Linked DNA regions of Sus scrofa: all the other regions are linked to region 1. A link is a contact called in public Hi-C data. All regions are on one chromosome and are shown on one strand. Each heading gives the region's core, a stretch centred on a gene start, on an enhancer-like site or on the middle of the called end of the contact. The rest is flanking DNA. Distances are from core to core; before and after follow the strand shown. Region 1 holds the start of MAGI3 (membrane-associated guanylate kinase, WW and PDZ domain-containing protein 3). Region 2 overlaps LOC110260343 (a long non-coding RNA gene). Region 3 overlaps LOC110260343 (a long non-coding RNA gene).

Region 1 (2,858 bases), core at 167-2,666:
TGCAGCTTTTGAAGCGTGGGCCAGTCTATCTGAGATGTGGTGAGATTCTGTGGAGCTATTCACAGTTTAAATAAGGGCTTTCCCCAACCATTAAAGAGAGATGAGACTACATAAATGTCATACTGCAAAAGTGAAAGTATCATAGCTCAGAGAAAACACTTTCCACCTGAGGACAAGATGTCAGAGAAGGCTACTTGGAAGAGATGGCATTTGGGCTGAGGATGGATAGGATTTTTACAAATACAAAGACAGGGGAGAGTTGTGAGTCAAGCTGGGGAGGAGAGAAAGCTCAAGAAGAATTCCTGAAAAATTAGTGCTGGAAGGGATCTAAGATGTCCTTTATTCACTGTTGTCCCTCCACCTTCTTTTCAGGCGAGTAAACTTGAAACTGTCATTTGGCCAAGGTCAAACAGCAAGTAAGAAGCATGCCAGGACTCCAACCCAGCTCTGCTAGCTACTAGGCTGGTTCCTAACCCATCTTCTGCCTCCACCCCACCCTACCTCACCTCAAGCAGTCTGCTTACTCGTCAGTCTCTCCTATTAGGCTATGACCTCCTTGAGGGCAGGATCTGTCTTCCTTATCCTTGAATCTCAGAAGATAGCACAATTTCTGACATAAAGTCCACTTCTTCCTCAGCTAGCAAGTGGTAAGGCGTACCCACCCTTTGCCAGGCGCTATACTGATATTTTACATGCACAACAACATGGAGGGTGCTATAGCTCAGAGAGGTTTAATTTGCCCGAGGTCACACAGCAATATGTAGGATTCTACCTTCCATCAACCGGGACTCCAGAGTCCTTGCCTCTACGGGTGTGTAGTAACTTATGCTGCATGGATGAACGAACGAGAAACATCGACTCATTCTAAGAGGGTGGCTGTAACCGGTCACCCCGAGGCCCTACCACCCCTGGCCTCAGACTCAGCACGTCGTCTCCCCAGCGAAGTACACCCGCTAGCCTCTGCGCCCCGGGCTGAATCCCAGACTCCGCCCCCGACTCCGCCCGGCTCTGCTGCCACGCCCACACCTCGGGGAGTTAGGTTCTTCCTATCCAAGGGTTCGCCCAGTTCCAGCGGCTGCACGGCTGCACGTCGGGCCTCTTTCGATCCTGCGGACAGCAGCTGGTCCCACTCCCCTGCCCCTCCCTTTGCCCTCTCTCACTCTTCAAACTTCTTTTTTCCACCCTCTTTAAACTTCAGTCATCCTAGTGCCCGCCTCCTCCACTCCCACCAGCCAATCGGTAGTTCTCTCTCGTCAGTGGTCCGCCCCCTGCCCACCGGGGACCAATCCCCGGTAAGGGAGTCGAGTGCTGGGGCTCGTTCCCAAGCGCCTGGTCAGTGACGGCAGCGCGCCGGGCGCCGCGCGGCGGGAGGGGGCGGGGCTCTGGATGAGGGATGGGCGAGGGCGGGGGGAAGGGAAGAGGGAGGAGGAGGTTGCGGCGGGTTTGAAAGCGGCAGTTTCCTGGCAGCTCGGGCAGGCGTTGGTCTCCGCGCTCCAGCTCCGCAGCGGCCACGATCGATCCTGCGACGGGTCTACGCGCGCTTCTGCGCGCCCCCGACGGATTTTTTCCTTTCCGGCTCTTCCCTCTTCACCTCCCCGCCCCCTGCTTCAGCCTTTCCCGCCGCTCCGGCGCGGAGCCCGGGGGCCAGCCGTCGGCTGTGACCCCGCCCGAAACCCCTCTGGAGCCGCCCGGGGACAATCCCCTTCTCCTTTCTTCAGCCTAACCCAGGGTGGTCCTCGCGGATTCCGGCCAGCCCCAGGGAGCGTCACCGGGAGGGCGTCCGAGGGGCGTCTCGGAGCTTGGAGCGGCCCGGCCCCCAGTGGGCTGTGGTCGGTGGGGGGGGTGCCGGAGCGGTGAGGCCCCCCTCGCCGGGTTGCGCGGGCCGCCCGGGGTCTCCAGGCTGAGAGGGGGCGGGAGCGGCACCCCTGCCGCCTGCGCGGGGTCCTCCCCATGGTGCAGCGGGGTTCGGGATGTCGAAGACACTGAAGAAGAAGAAGCACTGGCTCAGCAAGGTGCAGGAGTGCGCGGTGTCCTGGGCCGGGCCCCCGGGCGACTTGGGCTCCGAGATCCGGGGAGGCGCGGAGCGCGGCGAGTTCCCCTACCTGGGGCGGCTCCGCGAGGAGCCCGGTGGGGGCACCTGCTGCGTTGTCTCGGGCAAGGCGCCCAGCCCGGGGGATGTGCTGCTGGAGGTGAACGGGACGCCTGTCAGCGGGCTTACCAACCGGGATACCCTGGCTGTCATCCGCCACTTCCGAGAGCCCATCCGTCTCAAGACTGTGAAGCCAGGTACGCTGGCCCTGCCTTTATGTCTCGGGGGTGGGGGGAGCCCGGTGTGGGTGTCTGGGGAGTAGCCGCCCCACACCCGCTAGTCGTCCAGGGTAGTCTTAGACCTGGGTGTGCAGAACTCCCTGTCGAAGGGGAGGGGTGGCGGTGGGTGATTCCCATTTTGCTGGTAGGAAAACTGAGCTATGGCTCGCCCGGGCTGTCATGGGATGGCCACCAGGAGCTGGGTTTCCTTAATTTGTAGCTCCGTCTCCCACCGCAGTTTTTGCTTGGAGGAAAACCCAGCCTTTTTCTGCTCTCCTTTGTGGAAAAGGTCCTCACGATTGTAATATTTTCTTTGGAACAATCGTCCGCATTTTCAGATAGGGAAAAAGATCTTTACTATTGAGGCACTGGGTGCCAAGGTTACCACCTAGTGTACCTGAAAGGGCTTAGCTGCTTCAGTGTTTCTTGCACACTAGCAACACCTCGGAGCTGACAGCCTAACTCTTGTCAGCCCAGGTGGTTCAGGTGTCTGGGTGCCGATGGTGTACAGTATGCGATTTGTGCCAGAATGGTGTGTTCTTGCAGGAAGC
Region 2 (2,858 bases), core at 174-2,673, 210 kb before region 1:
GGGAACTCCTTTTCCTCCATTCTTCTGTCCTCCCTTTCTGGCTTCTTTTGGCCAGATTTTGAAGACCCTGAGAGGGATATATATACACACACTGGGCGAATTCACTAGGCTGTAATCTCCATGAGAACAAGGGACTAAATCTGCCTTTTTCCTCATAGTAGCTACACTGCGTAGAACAGTGCCTGACACAGAGTAGATGCTCAATAAACACCTACTGAAATCTTGAAAGATTATGGGCAAAAAGTAGTTGAGAAAAAACAATGCCACATCATACAGACTGAATTATTATTCTCCATTCTTTGCCCTTTCCCTGTTCTAGTTACTCTACATGCATAACCTTTGCCATTTGACTTGGCAATACCTGTTACCAGAACAGGTGAGGGATATTTCCTTGTCCCCTTGATGCTGGGCATGGCCATGTGATTTGATTTGGCCAATGAATTGTTAGTGGACATGAGGCCAGCAAAGCTGGGTTATGCTTGCGCAATTCACTTGGCCTCATGCCTTTCTCCATCTGCCTTGAGAGCCTGGGTAGCCTCTGGGTAGCCGCTGGTCTAAGAAAAATGAGGAGGTTTATGAGCCAGTCTGAACACCACCTGCAGCTGGAGCCAAACCCAGGGGTCTTGGGAGAGCCACAGCAGATCCACAGACCTGAGAGGGAGAAAAATGAATGTATAAATGACTTTGGGAATTCCCTGACAGCCCAGCAGGTTAAGGATCCAAAATGCTCACTGTTGTGGCACAGGATTCAATCCCTGACCTGGGAACATCTCCATGTTGCGGGCATGGCCAAAAGCAAAAACAAAAACAAAAAACACTAAATAAATAAACAAATGACTTTGGAGTCCAAAGACCTAATTTGAATTTGAGCTGATTAATTTTATTATCCTGTACTTAATATCTCCGTGTCTCTTTCCATGTCCATTAAGTGAGGATAGCACCTACCTTGTGTAGCGTCGGCAGAGAACACATTTAGCTGCAGAGCCTCACAGCAGGGCTTGGTAGATTGTCAGCCGCCCAAGAAGCATCCACGCTTCCCCTCTCACACAGTCCCAATTTTCACGACGGTTTCACACACATACCACCCCCCCGCCCCATGCTTCCCGGGACTCTGAGTTCCCCCTGAACTTTGGAGCTGATTGGTGGAGGAGTCTTGATTGATGTAGGGCAATCCCAACCCTCTGGCCCATATTACTGGCTCACGAACCAGGTGTGTGCCAGTAGAAAAGGGCACGGGTCCAGCCCTGGCCATGTGCTCAGGCACAGGCGGGTGGATCAGTCAGGCTCTTAGCTGCAGTAACAGAAGCTGACTCTGGGTGATTCAGCACTTTAAAAGTTTACTGAAAGGACAATGGGTGGCTCAGAAGATCCTAGGGAGAGCTGGAGAGCCAGGCTCCAGGCCAAGCTGGCCCACACCACTCCCCCGTTCAAAGCTGCGAGAGAAAGGCTGACAGCACCAAGCTCTGGAACCGGGCGCTGCAGGCTCTACCCCAGCTGCTTCTGTGCCAGGAACAGAAATTTACTGTGACCACTGATGCCTGTGCTGTAGGAGCGGGACGGAAGAGGGGAGAGGGCGGCGGCTGATGCTCTGCGCTTCTTGCATCACCAACTGGAGTAAAAGTCCCGTGTCTGCATCAGGAGAGCAGACTCTGGCTTCTACCTTGGGGAGGTGGGACTTAGAATTTTCAACGTGTCCTAACAAAGGATGAGTGTTCGAAAGAGCCAGTGTGATGACAAGTATGAGAGATGTTTGCTCCAGTTTGAGAACATGAGGTGCAACAGCACTGTTTGCTGGGACTTCTTAGGAAGAATCTTCCTCGTTTAGAAAACGGACACAAGAAGAGGCTCTCATTTCCTGTGGACACTGCGATGTGCTGGTGTGGAGCTTGGAGCACAATAAATCATTTGGGCACGTGGGAAACCAGCCTGAACATGAAGCCAATACACAGAGGAGGGAAGGAACAGGAGAGGAGCAGAGAGAGCCCAGGGCCACTGTCCTTGGCTGATTCAGAGGAAGGCATCCAGCCTCTGCATGTCCAGTTACATGAGCAAGTGTGGCCTGGGTTTTCTGTTGCTTACAGCCAAATGCATCCTAAACTGATGCAGTAGTGATGACACATAAAAACTACTAGAGGGAGTTCCTGTTGTCAGTCAGTGGTAATGAACCTGGCTAGTATCCAGGAGGATGTGGGTTTGATCCTTGGCCTCGCTCAGTGGGTTAAGAATCTGGTATTGCCGTGAGCTGCAGTGTAGGCTGCAGACATGGCTCGGATCTGGTGTTGCTGTAGCTGCGGCATAGGCGGGCAGCTGCAGCTCCGATTTGACCCCTAGCCTGGGAACCTCCATATGCCGCAGGTGTGGCCCTAAAAAGACAAAACAAACAAACAAACAAATAAAAACTACTAGAGGCAACAAAAGCCAAGGAAATCGGTGAAGACCTGGGTTCTAGCCCCATTCCTGCCTTGTGCCTCTTAGCCAAACCATTTCATCTCTGCCCCGCAGTTGTGCCTCGTTCCAGAGCTGTTGCAGAGGGCAGTCAAGGATGGGGGATCCCTGGGTAGCCTAGTCCAAGTGGAAAGGATTCTTATTCTTCCCGGCAGGCTCCGGTAATCAAATGAGACAGGGGCAAAACCACGGTAATAAATGAACAAACAAACAGCTGTTTTCTCAAAGGCTTTAACATTCCAGGTTCCCATTTGGCTCAAGTTTTCGTGTATCCTCTATACTTGGCAGCTGGGTGGGAGGTAGTGGGAGGGAGGAAAGAGAAGGAAACGCTTTGAAGTAGAATTAGGTCAAAGCTGATCACTGAACAGCATGTAGATGCGGGGAGTTTGCTTTTCCTTTTCTCTGCATTCCTA
Region 3 (2,858 bases), core at 112-2,611, 130 kb before region 1:
GAGGGTCCATTTTTATTTGAAGGCATTCTTGAGAAGGGTGTATTTCGAATTAACTGAATATCAGAGGAATTGCAAAGTAGCACAGCTAGAGGACTTAAAAGTGCAGTAAGAAAAATTCCACTACTCACTTTAAGCTGGCCCATAGGCCCCAAAGTATCAGAAACACCATGTAGCTTGTATTTTTCCTTTGTAAACCACACTGCTTGTTTACTTAAGCCTGGTAAGGCAATCTGGAATCACCAACACACTGACCCAATTAGAGAGGTCCTTTTACATTGTAGACAGCTTTAGAAACATTCCAGGTGTTGTGGAAAAACAGCTGGCCCTGGTATGCTCCTTGTTTCCAGGAGAGAGACCGGTGGAAAGAGAATCATAGAATTTTAGAGCTCAGATGATCTTAGAACAGAGTCACCTATAATTTTATAGGCCAACAAACTCATTAATGGCAAAGGCAGGGTTTGATAGTTGATCATTTTATTCCCAGCCCATTTTTCCACTGGAGTGGTGGTTCTTGACCATAACCAGTTGGAATCACCTGAGGAGTTAAAGCAAAAACAAAACAAAAACAAAACCTTCCCCAGAGACAGAGATTTAATTGGTCTGGGGAGCTGACTGGGCATTGGGTTATTTATTTATCTATTTATTTTCCACACTGTGATCTATGGAGGTTTACCAGGCTAGGGGTCGAATCAGAGCAGCAGCTGCCAGCCTCCGCCACAGCCACAGCCACACTGGATCCTTAACCCCCTGAGTGAGGCCAGGGATCAAACCCACATCCTCTTGGATACTAGTCAGGTTCTTAACCCACTAAACCACAATGGGAACTTTGTCATTGGGGTTTTTAAATACTCCTTTTTCCCACTCTGGGTAGTAGAAGGAGGAAAAAAGGCAACTGAGTTGCAAGGCACATACTACAGATTTACAAGGTATTATTTGCTCTAATCCCCTTGACCTCACACCTATCCCTGGGATGAACCCTGAGTTAAAAAAAGCTCTTATTGCAATTCAACCCCCAGACTTTCTTTTCCATTTACAGCCTATAGTGGTCTTTTCTTCTTTACGTAGAGAGGGCCTGGAACAGATTTCTCCTTGGCTCCTGAGCTGGTGTGTTCATTTGGTAAACGGAGAATGGCTTGCAGAAATCTAGAGGCTGTGAAAGCCAAAAGAATCATCTCATCTCCTAGGAACCAATTAGAATTCCTGAATGGCAAAACTCCCATAAAAAAACCCCAAAACCACCAAGCACTCCAAAAAGGCACACTCAGAATTACTGTGGAACTTTCCACCGAAGAGATAAGGCAGGGAGGTCCTGGGCCGGTTTGGCAGAAAGTTGGGCAGCTGCTTGGCACTAAGCAGAGAGGAGATAGGGTGACCACCAAAATCCAACACCGTGACATAACCTGCGGCAGGCGGAGACATAAACACACACCGTGGATTGATTTTGGCAAAGGTTTCCCATTATTTTTTTCTGTCAGAAGCCAGCTGAAAAACCAGTGGCGGCCCAAGTCCAAAGTTGAACTGATAAACCTCTCACTCAGTTCTGCTGCCTTGTCTCAGTTGTGGGGGGTCCAGCCCCTAGCCTAAAGGATGAAGGGCCCTGGACACTAAGCCCCACCTGCTAACCTTTCCCAATGATTCGGGTAAACTATTCACCTGATGAAAGTTTCCTCTGTTCAACTGAGTGGTGAGAAATAAAAAGCAACTCAACCTGCCCAACTGGTTCTGAGACCTGAAACTGGTCCAGCTCCTTTATATAATAAATAACCCGGGACGCCAGTCCCAGCTCCGCTCCACTCCCTGTTCACAGCAACACCCCCTCCCCCCACCCCGAGAGATCTGCCTCTCTCGAACAAATCTGAAAGACTTCAGGGTGGCTCAATTTTCTTCGGGATCCATAGGAAAGCAAGCAATTTTAAAAGAAGCGTTTTGTAGTAACAAAGACAAGGGTAGAGGGTCTAAGTGAATGACAATCATGGAAACAGCCAATTAACTGGTAAATCCCTGTTATCCGCAGGCCGAACCAGGAATGAGTGCGGGAGGAGGAAAAGCAGCTGCAGCCCAATTACTCAGTAGCTCAGGTGCCTCAGGAGGATTCTGGCTTCTGGTTTACCGAAACAGATCTACTTTCTGAGAGATCTTGGGGGACCGCTCCACAGAAGTGCAGGCTCTGGCAACTTCCTCCTTTATTGCTGTTGGTAAGTGAGCTAAAATATGCATCTAAGCAAACCGAGAGGTTGGAAGGGTCACAAGCCTCAGAAAACATGCTTTTTTGGAGTTCCCAGTGTGGCCCAGTGGAAACGAATCCAACTAGGAAACCTGAGGTTGCAGGTTCAATCCCTGGCCTCGCTCAGTGGGTTAAGGATCTGGCGTTGCCATGAGCTGTGGTGTAGGTTGCAGACATGTCTCGGATATGATGTTGCCGTGGCTGTGGCATAAGCCAGCAGCTATAGATCCAATTGGACCCCTAGCCTGGGAACCTCCATGTGCCGCTGATGTGGTCCTAAAATGCAAAAAAAGAAAACATGTTTTTTTTGGCATCTGGGGAGGAGAGAAAGGGCGACAACCAGACTCTGCTACTAACCAGATGGAAGAAGCTGCACCCATGCACAGCCCAGCAGCTGGAGGAAAGAGAAGTGCAGAATTGGCACCCACTTAGGAAGTCTTTGGAATCCAACTGATCCTGCAATTAATGAGTTTGGAGAATCCAGAATACTCTGATATAAAATGGGATCCAACAGAAATGATGACCGTTGTGAAACCCTAGGAAGTGGGCATCTGGTCAGGCCCAGGAGATAACTTCTGTTTACAAGTTCTTACCACATTTGCTCTTTCCCATATTTGTTCCATATGGAGAGCAT

The links. Hi-C and Micro-C count contacts between places; a contact is called where the count stands out from the background.
Region 2: a contact with region 1 is called in a Hi-C map of liver, with 4 times the contacts expected there. The contact joins the enhancer-like site here to the promoter of MAGI3 in region 1. A contact is called at or near these places in 1 of 5 promoter capture datasets (liver), 10 of 47 Hi-C or Micro-C datasets (alveolar macrophages, embryonic fibroblasts, heart right ventricle and 2 more) and 2 of 2 datasets of contacts at active chromatin or transcription factors (alveolar macrophages and skeletal muscle).
Region 3: a Hi-C map of liver shows a contact between it and region 1, with 1.7 times the contacts expected there. The contact joins the enhancer-like site here to the promoter of MAGI3 in region 1. A contact is called at or near these places in 1 of 5 promoter capture datasets (liver), 5 of 47 Hi-C or Micro-C datasets (epiblast stem cells, liver and skeletal muscle) and 1 of 2 datasets of contacts at active chromatin or transcription factors (skeletal muscle).

What each region holds. Positions count from the first base shown.
Region 1 is chr4:107,118,601-107,121,458 of Sscrofa11.1, reverse strand. It overlaps MAGI3 (membrane-associated guanylate kinase, WW and PDZ domain-containing protein 3), which reads left to right and starts at 1,416. Exons shown (of 21, transcript XM_001925127.7): 1 at 1,416-2,286. The coding sequence starts at 1,971.
Region 2 is chr4:107,329,071-107,331,928 of Sscrofa11.1, reverse strand. The region is part of intron 1 of LOC110260343 (a long non-coding RNA gene); the gene reads left to right. Among named protein-coding and RNA genes, the nearest start is that of TRNAE-UUC, 150 kb to the right of the region's middle. Within about 2 kb of position 1,423, at least 26 of the 83 cell types and tissues checked have an H3K27ac peak or open chromatin away from gene starts, as enhancers often do. A contact at or near this core is called in embryonic fibroblasts, liver and skeletal muscle, where this site is marked.
Region 3 is chr4:107,248,749-107,251,606 of Sscrofa11.1, reverse strand. LOC110260343 (a long non-coding RNA gene) reads left to right here. Exons shown (of 4, transcript XR_002343502.1): 3 at 2,015-2,195. Among named protein-coding and RNA genes, the nearest start is that of TRNAE-UUC, 73 kb to the right of the region's middle. Within about 2 kb of position 1,361, at least 14 of the 83 cell types and tissues checked have an H3K27ac peak or open chromatin away from gene starts, as enhancers often do. A contact at or near this core is called in liver, where this site is marked.